Linked DNA regions of Macaca mulatta: region 2 is linked to region 1. Evidence: chromatin contacts called from public Hi-C data. All regions are on one chromosome and are shown on one strand. Each heading gives the region's core, a stretch centred on a gene start, on an enhancer-like site or on the middle of the called end of the contact. The rest is flanking DNA. Distances are from core to core; before and after follow the strand shown. Region 1 has its middle 110 kb from the start of ATF7IP. Region 2 overlaps ATF7IP (activating transcription factor 7 interacting protein).

Region 1 (6,912 bases), core at 4,306-6,805:
CCACCGTACCCGGTCCGAAAACTGAAATATTTTAACATCACTGATGAGTACCAGCAAGGGAAAATCAGGGTTTGGATCCGGGTGTGGTGGCTCACGCCTGTCATCCCAGCACTTTGAGAGGCTGAAGTGGGTAGAGAGCTTGAGTCAGGAGTTCGAGACCATCTGAGCAACATGGCCAGACCCTGTCTCTACCCAAAAAATAGAAAAATTAGCCAGGCATGGTGGCGCATGCCTGTAGTCCCAGCTACTGTGGAGGATGAGGTGGGAGGATTGCATAAGCCTGAGAGGCAACTGCAGCGAGTTGTGATTACACCACTGCACTCCAGCCTGGGCAACAGAGCCAGATCCTGTTTCAAGAAAAATAAATAAATAAATAAAAAAGAGAAAAGAAACAAAGAGAAGAAAATCAGGGTCTGGAAAATGTGCTTACTAAGGGACTGGAAATTGGGATGTTACAGTAACAACAAACTTTCTCTACTTCAGCCCCTGCAAGTCCCCTATCTCTTAAGGAATGTCTCTCTCTTCTTTGCCCTTTAAGAGTTGAAGTGGGAGGCCGAGGCGGGCGGATCACGAGGTCAGGAGATCGAGACCATCCTGGCTAACACGGTGAAACCCCGTCTCTACTAAAACTACAAAAAATTAGCCGGGCGTGGTGGCAGGCGCCTGTAGTCCCAGCTGCTCGGGAGGCTGAGGCAGGAGAATGGGGTGAACCCGGGAGGCGGAACTTACAGTGAGCCGAGATCATGGGACTGCACTCCAGGCTGGGCAACAGAGTGAGACTCCACCTCAAAAAAAAAAAAAAGAGTTGAAGTGGTTAAATAGATTGGATGTTAGGGTATATGGTACTGGGATAAGTCCTAGCTTAATTGCTGCTAGATTTTAGCCTAGCATGTGTGAACAGGTCTTAGCAGACTACTTGAAAACTTTAGTGAAAACATTAGTGCTGACTCATGATCATGTATCTGATAATTACTCTTCTGATATTAGGTCCAATAATGTGTAGTTTTGCTAATAATTCTAAAGTTATAAATAATATGTTGAAATTTTAAAGTGCTTTGGATGTTGAAATCTGCATGTCAATAGCTCACCTTTTCTCAGGGTTTTCCTGCTTGTGGCTTAGTTATTATCCTGATGGGATGCTTGGACGCTTCTGGGTAAGGAAACAGATCAATTCTCCTGCTGGGCTAGTCCACCTGTTTCAGGTCCTGAGAAGCTACTGACCTAGTGGACTTCAGACTCCTTGCTTTGTCTTAGCGTTTGAGTTCTTTTATTTCTGACTGGTAGCTGACCTGTTTGTTAATACATCTGGAATGAAGTCTGTTTTTCTGGCCGGGTGGGGTGGCTCACGCCTGTAATCCCAGCGCTCTGGGAGGCCAAGGTGGGCGAATCATGAGGTCAGGAATTTAAGACGAGTCTGGCCAACATGATGAAACCCCGTCCCTACTAAAAATACAAAAAATTAGCTGGGTGTAGTGGCGGGTGCCTGTAATCCCGGCTACTCCGGAGGCTGAGGCAGGAGAATCTCTTGAACCTGGGAGACAGAGGTTGCAGTAAACCGAGATCAGCGCCCCTGCACTCCAGCCCAGTGACAGAGTAAGACTCTGTCTAAAAAAAAAAAAAAAAAAAGAGGCCGGGCGCGGTGGCTCACGCCTGTAATCCCAGCACTTTGGGAAACCGACGCGGGTGGATCACGAGGTCCGGAGTTCAAGACCAGCCTGACCAATATGGTGAAACCCCGTCTCTACTAAAAATACAAAAAAAATCAGCCGGGCGTGGTGGCGGGTGCCTGTAGTCCCGGCTACTTGGGAGGCTGAGGCAGGAGAATCACTTGAACCCGGGAGGCAGAGGTTGCAGTGAGCCGAGATCGTGCCACTGCACTCCAGCCTGGTGACTGAGCGAAACTCCGTCAAAAAAAAAAAAAAAAAAAAAAAAAAAAAAAATGTCTGTGGGATGGACAACATATTTAGGCCTTAATTTAATATCGATAGTTCATCCAATTAACTCCTTCCAAGGCTTCTCTGGCATGGTTCTCAACTTAGTCCCTGGGGGTGGAAGATGGGCAGGGAGGGGTGGAAGATGGGCAGGGACCGCATTTCCTATCACCAAGTGACCTTAGAGCCACAAAATCTCTAGCGTAGACTGGAAAGTGTGCCACCCATGACTTCCCCAGTCATGAGGGGTCCTCCCTCCTTCATCACTGCACAAAGGGACTGACGCAAAGGTGTAGGTCTAGTTCTTTTGGCTTTTCCGATTTTGTCATGGATTGGCCTCCTCGGGCACACCCAGACACAGAGAGCAGAACTTTTATTGCCACGAGGTAGCTGAACTCTTAACCTTTCTGGTTTACGTAACTATTTAAAAATGCCATTATTTGTAAGTGTGGACATTTATGGAAAATCGTCGGTTGTTAGGCATACAGTAACTGCTGTTGTTCCTGGTCTTGCAGGTGTGGACTGACTACCGCGATGCTACCCTCATCTTTAAGGGCTGTCACACCCTAGCTCAGAGGGAGCAAGGGACAACCTTCAATGCGCAGGGTGTAGTCAGGCTGTAGATCATGTGAAAGCCTGGAGGAGTACAGTCACCAGCTGGTTCACTGTCTTCCTTGCAGCCCACTTAGCAGTAGTTTCAGAACGCGCTGGAGGAGGCTTGCGGGGGTGGGGCTGGAATGCCTCCTGCATTCCTCCTCGCCTCTTCCTCCTGGCTGCGTTTGCGAGTGCGGGGGAGGGGCGAGCGCAGGGAACAGAGTGCAGCGGCTGAGTCCAGCCAGCGCTGGTGGCTCCCAAGGCCCCGAGCACGTGGGCACCAACTCTCTTCACATTATCTGGTAGGTTTATCACAAAGAAGGCAAAGGCGGGGCCTCCTTCACAAAGCCTTCTAAAAGACGCCCTGGTTTTCAAATTATAGTTTTGCAGAGGTCAAGTTCATTCATGCTTACTAATCTCTCATCTATAAAATGGGGATAAAAGAAAAATTACAGCAAATATTATTCAGAAAAAGGAACCTTGCCTAACAATACAGCGTTCATTTCCTGTGAAGAGTGGAGAGGAACTAAGTAATTGCACTTTGTTGATTTTATTTCAGCCAGATAACAAAGAGAGATCTATACAACAAATGTTTCCCCTTTGTTCCCGCCTTGTAAAGAGCCATTTCTCTACGGAGAAAGAATCCCCCTTGTGCATTCCCTGGCCCGACAGGCCACGGGGATTATGAAGAGCGAGCTCTCTGGAGCTGTTTTCCTGGTTACAGACATTGTTCTGGAAAGCAGGCTGGGTTGCCATGGTGACGGCTCCCGGGGCCTCGCCCTGCCCCTCTCCACCCCGCTTGCTTGTGTTGCCTGCTGGTACCCCGCCAGGCCCGATTTCAAATGTTCCTCCCCGCACAGCACGGAAATGGCAGGGAAATTCTAAACTCTTTTTCCCAGATGGCCTCTGAGGCCGAAAGGCAGGGAAAAAAAAAAAAAAAATCCCTGTCAGACTGTTCTGAATTGTCCTTGAAAAAAACAGTCATTAGATTGAAAGCTTGTTGAAGGCAGGAACCAACCATGTTCTCATCACTGAACCAATTCTTCCCCTCTCGCTATGACCATCTTCCCCCAGCCGGAAGTAGGCTGACACGTAGTAAGATCTGAAAAAGGGTTTATAACCCGTTGCCAGTGAGGTGGCGGGTATAGCATCAGCTTAGATGTATGGATTTTGGAGCCAGAATCTTTGCCTGCCACATTAGAGATGTGTAACGTGGTAAAGTACCAAATCATTCCAAACTTCATTTTCCTCATCTCTGAAATGGGGACATTAATTCCTAACTCGGAAATGTACGGTGTGTGTGTTATAATTTAAGATATGAAACACTCGGTACTGCCTGGTTTATAGTGAGCTCTCAGTATTATGGTTATTACTGTTTTTTTTTTAAATTTATTTTTGTTTTAATTTTTTTGAGATGGAGTCTCACTCTGTCGCCCAGGCTGGAGTGCTGTGGTGCAATCTCGGCTCACTGCAACCTCTGCCTCCCTGGTTCAAGCAATTCCCCTGCCTCAACCTCCCGAGTAGCTGGCATTACAGGCGAACACCATCACGCCCAGCTAGTTTTTGTATTTTTTTTAGTAGAGACGGGGTTTCACCATGTTGGCCAGACTGGTCTCAAACTCTTGACCTCAGGCAATCCGCCCGCCTTGAACTCCCAAAATTCTGGGATTACAGGCGTGAGCCACGGCACCCGGCGGTTATTACTGTTATCCTATCCAGCCTACTGCATCTTCATGTGGGGCAATTCATTGTCCCCTACCAAAAAAGAAACAAATCCTAAAAGAAAGACCTAGCAGAATCCCCAGCAGTCCAGGTTTAATAGTGAGTGAAATAGATGTAGAAGAGCTTCATGAGTTACTTACTTGTGTAATAAACATTAAATAGAAAATGTCAGCAACATGTTTCGTGTGTTTGATTTTCGCACATTAATAATGCAGAGTGGATTGTGTTCCAATTTTCCATCTATGTATCTATGGTAAAGGAATAAAATAGCATTTTCACATCTTTCAGCTGACCTTCTTCCTTTTCCCTTCCCCAGTCTCTTAGGAGTATTTCTGAAACCTACAGCCCTGCTTGTAATTGAGCCTGTGCATGGGAGAGCTGTAAGCTCCGTGCCCTGCCCCCCAGCTCGCACCAGGGCTGACTTCCAGTCAGAGAAGCCCTGGGTCTGGAGGCACTTAATTAGTGCCTCTGGAAGATTCTAAACATCTTTGGACACTTAGGGGAGAGGGAATTTACACACACACATTGTCCCACCAGGCCGACCTGGACTTTGTGTAGAACTCCTAGGAATTTTTGGTGGGGAAGGGCTGTACTGGTTCGGGAAGGTTCTGAGCCAAGCTTGGCCGCAGGCAGTGCACACCCTCCACAGCTGCAGGCCACAGTTCAGTCTACTAGACAGTGTTAGAGGAGCCATTTCAGGGTGGGACTGATCAGATCTTGGGAGCTTCTGGCACTTGGGGGAAGGGAGCGGAGGACAGGATTATCATTCCATTGTTACCTAATACTGCTGTGTCTCTCAGTTGAGAAAGGCATGTACGGCTTGTATGTATTTCTGGACGCAGGTGAAAAGAGAATGTTGACAGTATTGGGTATGGCTACTGCCATTTCATGCATAGGGCTGAAGGAGGTCTGATAATTACTTGTACAAGTGCCACTTGTATGTGGGGCGCTCCCACAAAGCCTATGTTCAGTGTATTTTGAGGTTGTGCAATAATGCAGCAAAGCTGTTGGAAAGGTGGTGTGAACTGCAGGGTGTGAAGTGCTGTTCCCTCTCCTTCAGACCCTCTCGCACATTTCCCCCCCTCCCCCCCACCAGGCACACACATTAAACTACGGGAGACACATAATCTTCCCCTCCCCCAACATTGCAGCCAGCTTTCTCTGAAAACTGATACCCTGAGGCCCTTTTTCCCTTACCAGCCGCAATTAGGAGCAGCAAGACAGAAAATGCGGACTGGATTATGGCACAGAGACAGTGCTGTGTGATTTCTCTTTCTGGAAGAGGCCACTGTCCATGCTCCAGGCCTTATATTTTATCTCACTTTGCCACTACAGGAAGCAGCTTTAGGCTCCAGCGAGTCCAGGCCAAATCCAGGTCTTTCTGTGAAGTCCATGCTGGATTTTCTGTTTCACCCTAGTGAAGTCTCTGCCGAGGCTGTTGTTCTCAATCCAGCTCAGAAACTGGCTCAAACCGCCCTGAACTGGATTTGGTGGCTGTTGAGACACAGTTTCTGCCTCTTTGTTAGGGCGGATCCGGCCTCATTCGCGCTTCAGTTTCCCTCCCTCCTGTTTTCCCAGAGTCATCTACAGCCATTCCCCTCCCCCGGCCTCTCCAGTTTGGCATTTCTTTTTTTTTACCCTTCCCTGGGCCAAGACCCCATAAAGCAGATTAAATTCTTTAATAAAAAAGTGGATTTAGATTGTAAACCTTCTGCTTTTATTACATTAAGTTCTGCTTTCCTCAAAGTTGTTATCTAACCAGTTGACATGGTGCCCTTAAAATCTTGGCTCGCATCCCAACCTAGAAATAACTTTAATTTTCACTCTGGATGGGAATAACTTTAAATTTCCCATCAAAGACTGAAGGGCTTTGGTGTAGTACATTGTTCATTTCCGTTTTGTAACCATATTTAAATTAAAACAATTTATTCATTCCTTTGCTGAGAAGTGACAAACATAGTATGTATAGAATTTTTAAAAGTCACCTATACTGGCTTGTCTATTGCAACTGTGCAATTCCTAGAGGAAGAACTAAAGGATTGGGATGTTTTTGGTTTTCGAACCTGTAATTGTAACCCTGAATCCGAGTCCATGAATTGTACAGTGACGAAGGCTGTTGGGGGAACGCATGGGGACAATTCCTGACAGAATGCCGGTGGACACAAAACTGGGAATGTGACGAAATAAGGAGGATACAACAGGCCTGGGCTTTTGCAAGTTCTCTTTATAGAAAATTTAAGCATTTCTTACGTTTTGGAACTAGATAGAGGTGACGGTTCCGTAACACTGTGAATGAGGTAAATGCCACTTAATTGCACCCTTTAAAAGGGCTAGTTTTATGTTATGCGGATTTTGCTTCAATAAAAAAAGGGGCTTTGTTTCAAGAATGTCTCATTTTCTTTTTGTGTTTTTTGAAAATTCAGAGAAGAGACAGATAATAAGCAACCCTAATCTGGGTGTGGCTTCGTTGGGAGCTTCACGACTCTCTGGTCTCCCTCTGCTGGCCAAACTGCGCAACATGTCACCATGTCCCAAGGCCTCTTGAGAATGTCTCAATTTTATGTCGAAGCACAAATGCAAGGCTACGTTACTAAGAATCACTCTCCAAACCTGGTTTCATGTTCATTTTATGTGTGCAATGTACTGAAAAAGGAATCACATGTTT
Region 2 (7,945 bases), core at 3,678-6,177, 140 kb before region 1:
TTCACTGTAGAATTCTATAGCTAGCAAAGCTAACAATCAGCTTGAGTGAGGAAATAAATATATTACTTCTGAGCAAAGACAGAGAACGCAGACCCTTGGTAAAACGATTATAGATAAATATAAGACAAGACAGCAGAAGACCCTATGAAGGAATTCAGATAAGGAAATTAGCAAAGCTCCAAAGGTAAAAACTCTTGAGCAGGCTGAAATAACTGAGGATCAATCATCTTTAAAATAAATACGTTATTTATGCCAGATAATTGCAATGTGTAAGTTAACAAACTAGTAAGTTGCAGAATATGGGACAAAAATAAAGAAAATTATCAATCGGGAAAAACCTGGTGGGTTTCAAGCTGTGTAAAGCAACAAAAATATCATTAGCTATGCACTATAAACGAGACATACCTTAGAGTAATACCTTAGAGTAAAGGTTGAAATAGAAGGATAGAAAATGATACGCTAGGCAAATAGTAACCCCAAAAAAGGGTAGGTATACATATGAAACCTATATATGACATATAAAAAAGAATTCAAGTTGAAAATCAAGTAATAGAACAAAAAAAAAGATATGTCCTATTGATAAAACAGGTTTAAATAATTCAGGAAAAAACTAACAAATTCACAATCAGAGATAAATCTATAGATGAAGAAAACAAAATAAAGAATGAACATCCTATTAGCATGCCAGAATAACAGAACAATAAATAGAACTGTATATCCAATAAACCCAAAACCAATTTTTTTACAAATACAGCCAATGTACATTAATATTGACCATGTATATGGTGACAAGAAAATCTTAACAAATTCAAAGACAAAAAAAAAAAAAACACTGAAGGCTATATTCTCTAGTCATAATGTAATAAATATACCAACAAGATGATAGAAAAATTATCTCTTTATAAAAAAAAAAAAAACTTTTAGAGGTAGAAGGAAATCAGTGATAAAATACCAACAAAGTACTAACAGAATACGACCTAAGGAAATCAGCCAAAATGATATTCAGATTAAAACTGATAGCCTTAAATGCATATATTAACAAAAAACTCAAAAACATTAATAAAGGCAAAAAGGTATAATCCCAAAGCATGGAATTACAATAAAAGCAGAAAAATTATGAAAGAAAACAAAAGAGCAAGCAATCAAGGAACCAAAAGCCAGTTCTTTAAAAACACTATTAAAACAGAAAAAAACCTTGCAAGGAAGATGGAGACAAAGCATACTAAATATAATGAACAACATTAGAAATTATTAAGAAAACATAATAAGGTAACATAGTTGTTTCAAATATTAAAGTATATTAAAGTTTATCAATGCCTATTAGGGAAAGACTGAGGTGTTTTAACTTAATGCAAACTCAGAAAATCCAACAGCTCAAGGTGGCTACCAAAAATGCTAATGCAAAGTTAAACTGTAGAACAAACAGCCAAGGAGAAGGGGAACATTTTTAGAGTAGTTAATTATGTTTGGTTCTGAGCATCACAGATAAAGAAGGACCTAATAACTGTGAGATGACCATGCTAAAGAATGCTCTGGAACAGTATGTTGTATGAGGAAATGTTGGGAAAAAATGAAGGATATTGATATTTAGCCTAGAAAACATAAGAAAATTTTAATGAGCTTTCTTTAAATAGTATCTATTTGTCATGTAAAAGACATAAAAGAGAAAGAGAGCTACAGACAGACAGGAAGTGGGGGACTATGACAGGCAAAAATAAAAGTAATGAAAGGCAACTTCATCTCAAAATCAACAAACGTTAATTTGTTTGGATGCCCAACAAAAGAAGAAACTGCCTTATGAAATTAGAGACTCTCCCCCCTTCCATCATTAGAAATGGTGAAGTATAAACTACATAATTATCTGTCAGGAACATCAAACAGTAGGTTTCAGTGCAAAGAACAATATTAGAAACTACCTGAAATACTGTATACAAAATTTTAAAATTCTTTATAAGCATACACCCTCATATCTTTACAGTAATGGTAATATATTATTTTTATTGCAATGGAATTGTGTATTTTTGTATATAATATTTCAAGCACAGAAAAAAAGAATAACAAATGACTATGTTCCTTTAACCCAGGTTAAGAAATATTAAATTTAATTGATTTCCTAATTAATACATTCATTTTACACTTTTCATTAGTTAATTTCATTTTGAAGATTTTGAGGATTCTACATTGCTTGCTAAATACATTTTGTTTTTTAAGAGGAACACAAACACTTTTTAGGAACTCAAAGATTTTTATACTACAAATTTCGGATCATTCACACTCAACTTCAATAGCCTCAAAGACTATATATACCTTTATCCTCATGACTTTGTTTTTTTGGTTTTTTGTTTTTTTGTTTGTTTTTGGTTTTTTTTTTTAGAGACGGAGTTTCAGTCTTGTTGCCCAAGCTGGAGTGCAATGGTGCGATCTTGGCTCACGGTAACCTCTGCCTCCCGGATTCAAGCAATTCTCCTGCCTCAGCCTCCCAAGTAGCTGGGATGACATGTGCACGCCACCATGTCTGGCTAATTCTTTGTATTTTTAGTAGAAATGGGGTTTCACCATGTTAGTCAGGCTGGTCTCGAGCTCCTGACCTCAGGTGATTCGCCTGCCTTGGCCTCCTAAAGTGCTGGGATTACAGGCGCGAGCCACCACACCTGTAATCATACTCATGACTTTTATCTTTGTTTTGGTTGTCTATATACAAAATACACCTCTGTCCTACTATCCCTCATCTTTCTTTGCTATGACCTCCAACTCTAACAGCATTCAATAAATTCCTGTTTTTGTCTATCAACTCTTTTTCTCTGTCTATATTTTAAAAACCAACCCATCTCAACTATCTTCCCTGCGCAGCATTCCCCTAACCAATATAATAGCACAAGAGAAGTTTGAAAAACGTTTTCCTACTGTTTCAGATGTGTATGTCTTCTACACCAAGAAGCATGACCTTTCCCTCACCCAACCTCAAACACATTAATCAAAATTGATTTCTTTCTACTATTATCATTTTGTCAATCATAGTGAAATTGTTTACTGAGATGAAACACACACAAAAAATGTTGTTTCTATAATCAATAAAATACATGTTGTTTTTTTTTAATCCAAGCAACACTGTCAAAAGGCAACAAGTAAGGAACAGTTCCTGCCCCTGAAACATGAGTGTGGCTTCTATTACAGCTGGCCCCCAGTTTTAAAGTATACAACCATGTAGCAATAAGTGACCAAACTTTCAGAAATTAGAGAACTGGAAGTCCCATCTAAAAGTAACACTTTATGGTTACAGAAAGAGCCTGCTGCTTGACTTCTAAAGAGGGAGGGAAAGAGCAGAGAGCTGCCTAACATAATTCCTTTCTTTGATACACTTCTCTAAGCTATCTCACTACCACTCTTCACTTGACTCTGCTATTCAACTCTTCACACCCACCCTCCAAAAATTATTACAATCAGTAATGTATCTCTGGCCATACTGATACGAATGAACACACATATTGGCATTTCTTTATAAGCATATACCTTCGTATCTTTACAGCAATGGTATTATTTTTATTGCAATGGAATTTTGTATTTTTGTATACAATATTTCAAGTGTAGAAAAAAAGAATAACAAATGACTGTGTTCCTTTAACCCAGGTTAAGAAATATTAAATTTAATGGAATTCCTAATTAATACATTCATTTTAGACTTCTAAAATTCACTTTATTAAAATAATAAACTTAAATATAGAGAAATGGAAAGAATAAGGGTGGAAGTAGAAAAATTGACCAAGTTACATGTATAAATATACATTATCTAATGTATGTCAATGAGCCATATTTGAAAACATAAGCACTCTGATTTGTAAAGGTGAATTCAAAGTGGTAAATTTAAACTTAAACTTTATACTTAAGTGAGGTTACAAAATGTCATCTCTCCGCATGTACCAGTTGGTGTCACTACAACTGAGAATATACTAACAGACTATAATGAAAAGAGATCTAAAACTGATTTCTATGTAATATGAACATATTGTATGCATGAGTAATAATCACATATGAAGTCCACCGTTAGTTCATTTCAATTCAAATGTGAAGGAATTTTGAGAAGATGAAAATTACATTTTAAAAAATACCAAATCCAAATGTGGCATTCAAAATCTCCTGAATATTAACATTAAACGATCTACCAATCCTGTTTTCATTAGAACTAAAAACAAACACATTTTTTAAAACTTACCAATGGTGAGAGAAAAATATAAAGCCTGGGGGGTAGGTGTCACAGAAAAAGGACCTGAATCTCTTACCTGTGGGCAGCTTGACACTGTGAAAAGGACTTCCTCTTCTGTAAACCACTGCTACTTAGTTCATTTGTATAAACATTAAAAGCTAATGCAGACTTCTAGGTAAGCCTTCTTGAGTCTAAATTTCTTGTTTGATTCATATTCATTAAAAATAAAAAAGAATATAGTAGGTTGGCTACATATTAAAATTCCTTTCAAACAGTGGTTCACATCTGTTGGGTAGTTTGTGCAGCATACATCCCATTTACCACAAAAGCCAAAAAACGTCAGACAATATGTCAATGAAGCTCACAGAACACACAGAGTATATCTTCAAAATGACTATTTCAAGTGAAAATGCCTAGAATCAGAATTCTTTGTACTGCTTTCTATGCTGCCAACTATTAGGTCTGCAGCAACTGTGTGCAGTTAAGTACCTCCCACATATTACCCAATAGTATCAATAGGCATAAATCTATAAAAGAACTAAAAGCTTAAAAGGCTTATAGCTTCTCACTATTTCACATATTCACTGTCAATTGTGGTCTCACTACTGCTATTCTAATGTATCAACTCTGTTCTTTCAGTCCAAAAGGCTTAATTCTTATACATTCCAAACAGAAAAATCCATGACACATTTTATTTGCTGCCCCAGCACAGCCAGACTGCAGTTACAGCTAGCTGGCGCCAGTAAGAACAATTTACATAAAGCAGTCCTCATTTCATGACCAAACTAAAGGGGAGTACTGCTGAGTAAACCCTCCCCATTTGTTCCCCAACATGTACTGACTGGTTCTAGAATATATCTAGTTATCTACTTACTAATATAATTCAAATCCAGGTAATAAAAGAAAACCAATTTATAATTCTTATATAACTGAAATTCCACCCCCCACCACAAGAAAAATATTTTTAACTCTCAGAAATATTCAAAAGCCTTAGCTTACTTATGGCACAGACCACGTAAATTCAATGGCTGCTGTTTAACAATCATTAAAAATTTTACAAATTATAATTCACATTACCTAAAAGCTATCCTCATTCTACTCTACAACTCCCTTTCAAATTTTAACTAATCAATTAAATAGTAAACATCATTAAGTAGATTTGCTCTTATAAGTATATTGTTTAACATTTCACCAAATAATAAGAATTGTGTACCTTCAAGTATCACTATTATGATGGTTAAACAATTCAACACATTTACCACTAGTTAATATTACCAAAGCATATGCTCAGTACCAAAACCTAGGCATATTAAATTAAGAACGTCTTCACAAGAAAATATTCTGTCTGTGCCACATTCTTTTCAAACCTGTATCATTCATGTATTGTTTTCACTGGCCAGATATGACAAGGCAAGAGTTGAGTCATTATCTGTAAGGCCTTTTTTTAAAATTTTTATTTAGTTTGTAGTTAATTTATGATCTATTAATATCTAATTCTACTCCATTACCATTTTCATTAAGGCTATAGATATATTAAATTTCATTTAAAAATAACAATCCAGAAACTAATTTAGTCCCACATCTGAAATAATAAAATGAAAAGAAGTACTTAAAATGCTAACTAGGGGTTATCCAAAATATTTCCCGTATTTCTAAATCTTATTTTCAGCTATCTTCAACATAATTCTTAAGTTACCCCTATTACATAAAAAAGATAATGGGGCTATAAATGAGGGGACTCATAAAGTTATTATTTATCAATACAAATGGTAGAACTTATACAGACAATCAAAAATATTACCCAGGTTATCAACGATAAATTTCCTCAAACAACTATATTCTCTTCTCAGGATCTATGACCCACCAGCAGCAGATGAAGTGATGGGAACAAACATCATGATTTAATTTCATGCAGTGTACACCATATCAATTAACTCTTGGTTGGAGGAAAGGTCTTATATCAAAAGAGCTTTCTAAGTACCATATACTGATCATAAAATATGAGTTGAGAAAAAAATATTAGAAATAATCTAAGTATTGAGAACCGAATCTAGAAGTTAAAAATTTTAAAAAGAAATCACTTATTACATACCTTATAGTTTTAATTTTGCTCTCTTCCTACTTGTATCATGCATCCAACCATGAATAAAAGTATTTGAAAATCAAAAGACCTAAAATCATTCAGTCCAACATAAAATACAGTGTAAATAACATGGATGTAAATATTTTTAAGCCAAATAAGCTAATTACTTGACAGTGAATTAATTCATCAAAAGAAGCTGAAAATCTCCACAACACGCTTACTAAAACTACTAACAATGGCAACTGTTGATCTAGCTCACTGCTCAAATGAATACAGTAAAGACTGGTGTTTTATTTTCAACCCACTATAGATCAATGCTGTTGTAAAATATGGTGGCAATGAATTACTTGAAAAATGAAATTTAAAATAGGCATATAAAATATGAGTCTTAATTGTTTTGACTCAATCGCATAAAATTACATTATCAGATTGATGTAAAAATTTCTATAAACTCTCAATTTCAGTTATCTCACAGAGGACCAAAAGCAAACAGTTCTCAGACTGATCACAGGCCACATTTTGAGTAGTGCTCATCTAGCTCTTAGATACCTATTCTACCCTACCCCACAGCATTCATAATCCCTAAGTATCTGCAACCTTCTCTTGAATTTATTGTCTGTGTCTTCCCACTCCCTCCACAGTGTAAACTCCCTGAGGGAGAGCAAGGATCTTATATGCTAAGCATCAAACAGTACCTGGCAAATAATAGGTGCATAATAAATAGCTGTTAAATTTGTTGAGTAATTGATCAATTCACAGTCTGTTTTAGTTTTCACTCTACCATGCTGCCTTTGCACAAGTAAGAATTCTTATTTTGTCCCCTTTAGACTCTTCGAAGTCTTCACTTGGAGATTCTAAACACCCTGCTCTCTGACATTTTTACTGTAAATCAGCCAGGTCCCTAAAAATGCCCTCTCCCTAAAGATCAGTTTCCAAACTACCCAGTAGACCAGATTTCTCCCAACCCCATTCTTCCTGAAATAATGATTTTTAAAAGAAAAAAACAAAGATCCGTGCTAAAGGGAATCTTGTGAAACAAACGCAACCAATACTTAATTTGTGCTACACTTCACTAGTCGCTTTATATTTGTTATCCTCATTTAAACCCTAATATTAGTTCTTTATGATAAACATTATTCCCATTTTAAAAACAAGAAAAACTGAGGTTCTGAAAATAAGTAACTTGCCTCATTCCATAAAAATACCTAAGACTTGGCCAGCCGTGGTGGCTCACACCTGTAATCCCAGAACTTTTGGAGGCCGAGGCAGGCGGATCACTTGAGGTGAGGAGTTCGAGACCAGCCTGGCCAACATGGTGAAACCCTGTCTCTACTAAAAATACAAAATTAGCCAGGCATGGTGGCGCACGCCTATAATTCCAGCTACTTAGGAAGCTAAGGGAGGAGAACTGCTTGAATCCGGGAGGCGGAGGTTGCAGGGAGCTGAGATTGCACCATTGCACTCCAGCTTGGGCAACAAAAGCGAAACTCTGTCTCAAAACAAACAAAATACCTAAGACTTATTGAACACATAATCATAAATAGGTACTGTACTTTGAACACTATATATCCATTTTTCAGATAACCTATAACTAATGAGAGGAAGAACATGGATTCACCCTGACTCTGTTTGACTCAAAGTTGGTGTTCTTCCAACGACCC

Evidence for each region. A called contact is a pair of places that touch in the nucleus more often than the background predicts.
Region 2: a Hi-C map of fetal cortex germinal zone shows a contact between it and region 1, with 2.4 times the contacts expected there. The contact joins two enhancer-like sites. A contact is called at or near these places in 2 of 14 Hi-C or Micro-C datasets (fetal cortex germinal zone and fetal cortical plate).

The regions. Positions count from the first base shown.
Region 1 is chr11:16,702,819-16,709,730 of T2T-MMU8v2.0, reverse strand. No RefSeq gene overlaps it. Among named protein-coding and RNA genes, the nearest start is that of ATF7IP, 110 kb to the left of the region's middle. Within about 2 kb of position 5,555, at least 34 of the 40 cell types and tissues checked have an H3K27ac peak or open chromatin away from gene starts, as enhancers often do. A contact at or near this core is called in fetal cortex germinal zone and fetal cortical plate, where this site is marked.
Region 2 is chr11:16,838,968-16,846,912 of T2T-MMU8v2.0, reverse strand. The region is part of intron 1 of ATF7IP (activating transcription factor 7 interacting protein); the gene reads right to left. Among named protein-coding and RNA genes, the nearest start is that of ATF7IP, 29 kb to the right of the region's middle. Within about 2 kb of position 4,927, at least 22 of the 40 cell types and tissues checked have an H3K27ac peak or open chromatin away from gene starts, as enhancers often do. A contact at or near this core is called in fetal cortex germinal zone and fetal cortical plate, where this site is marked.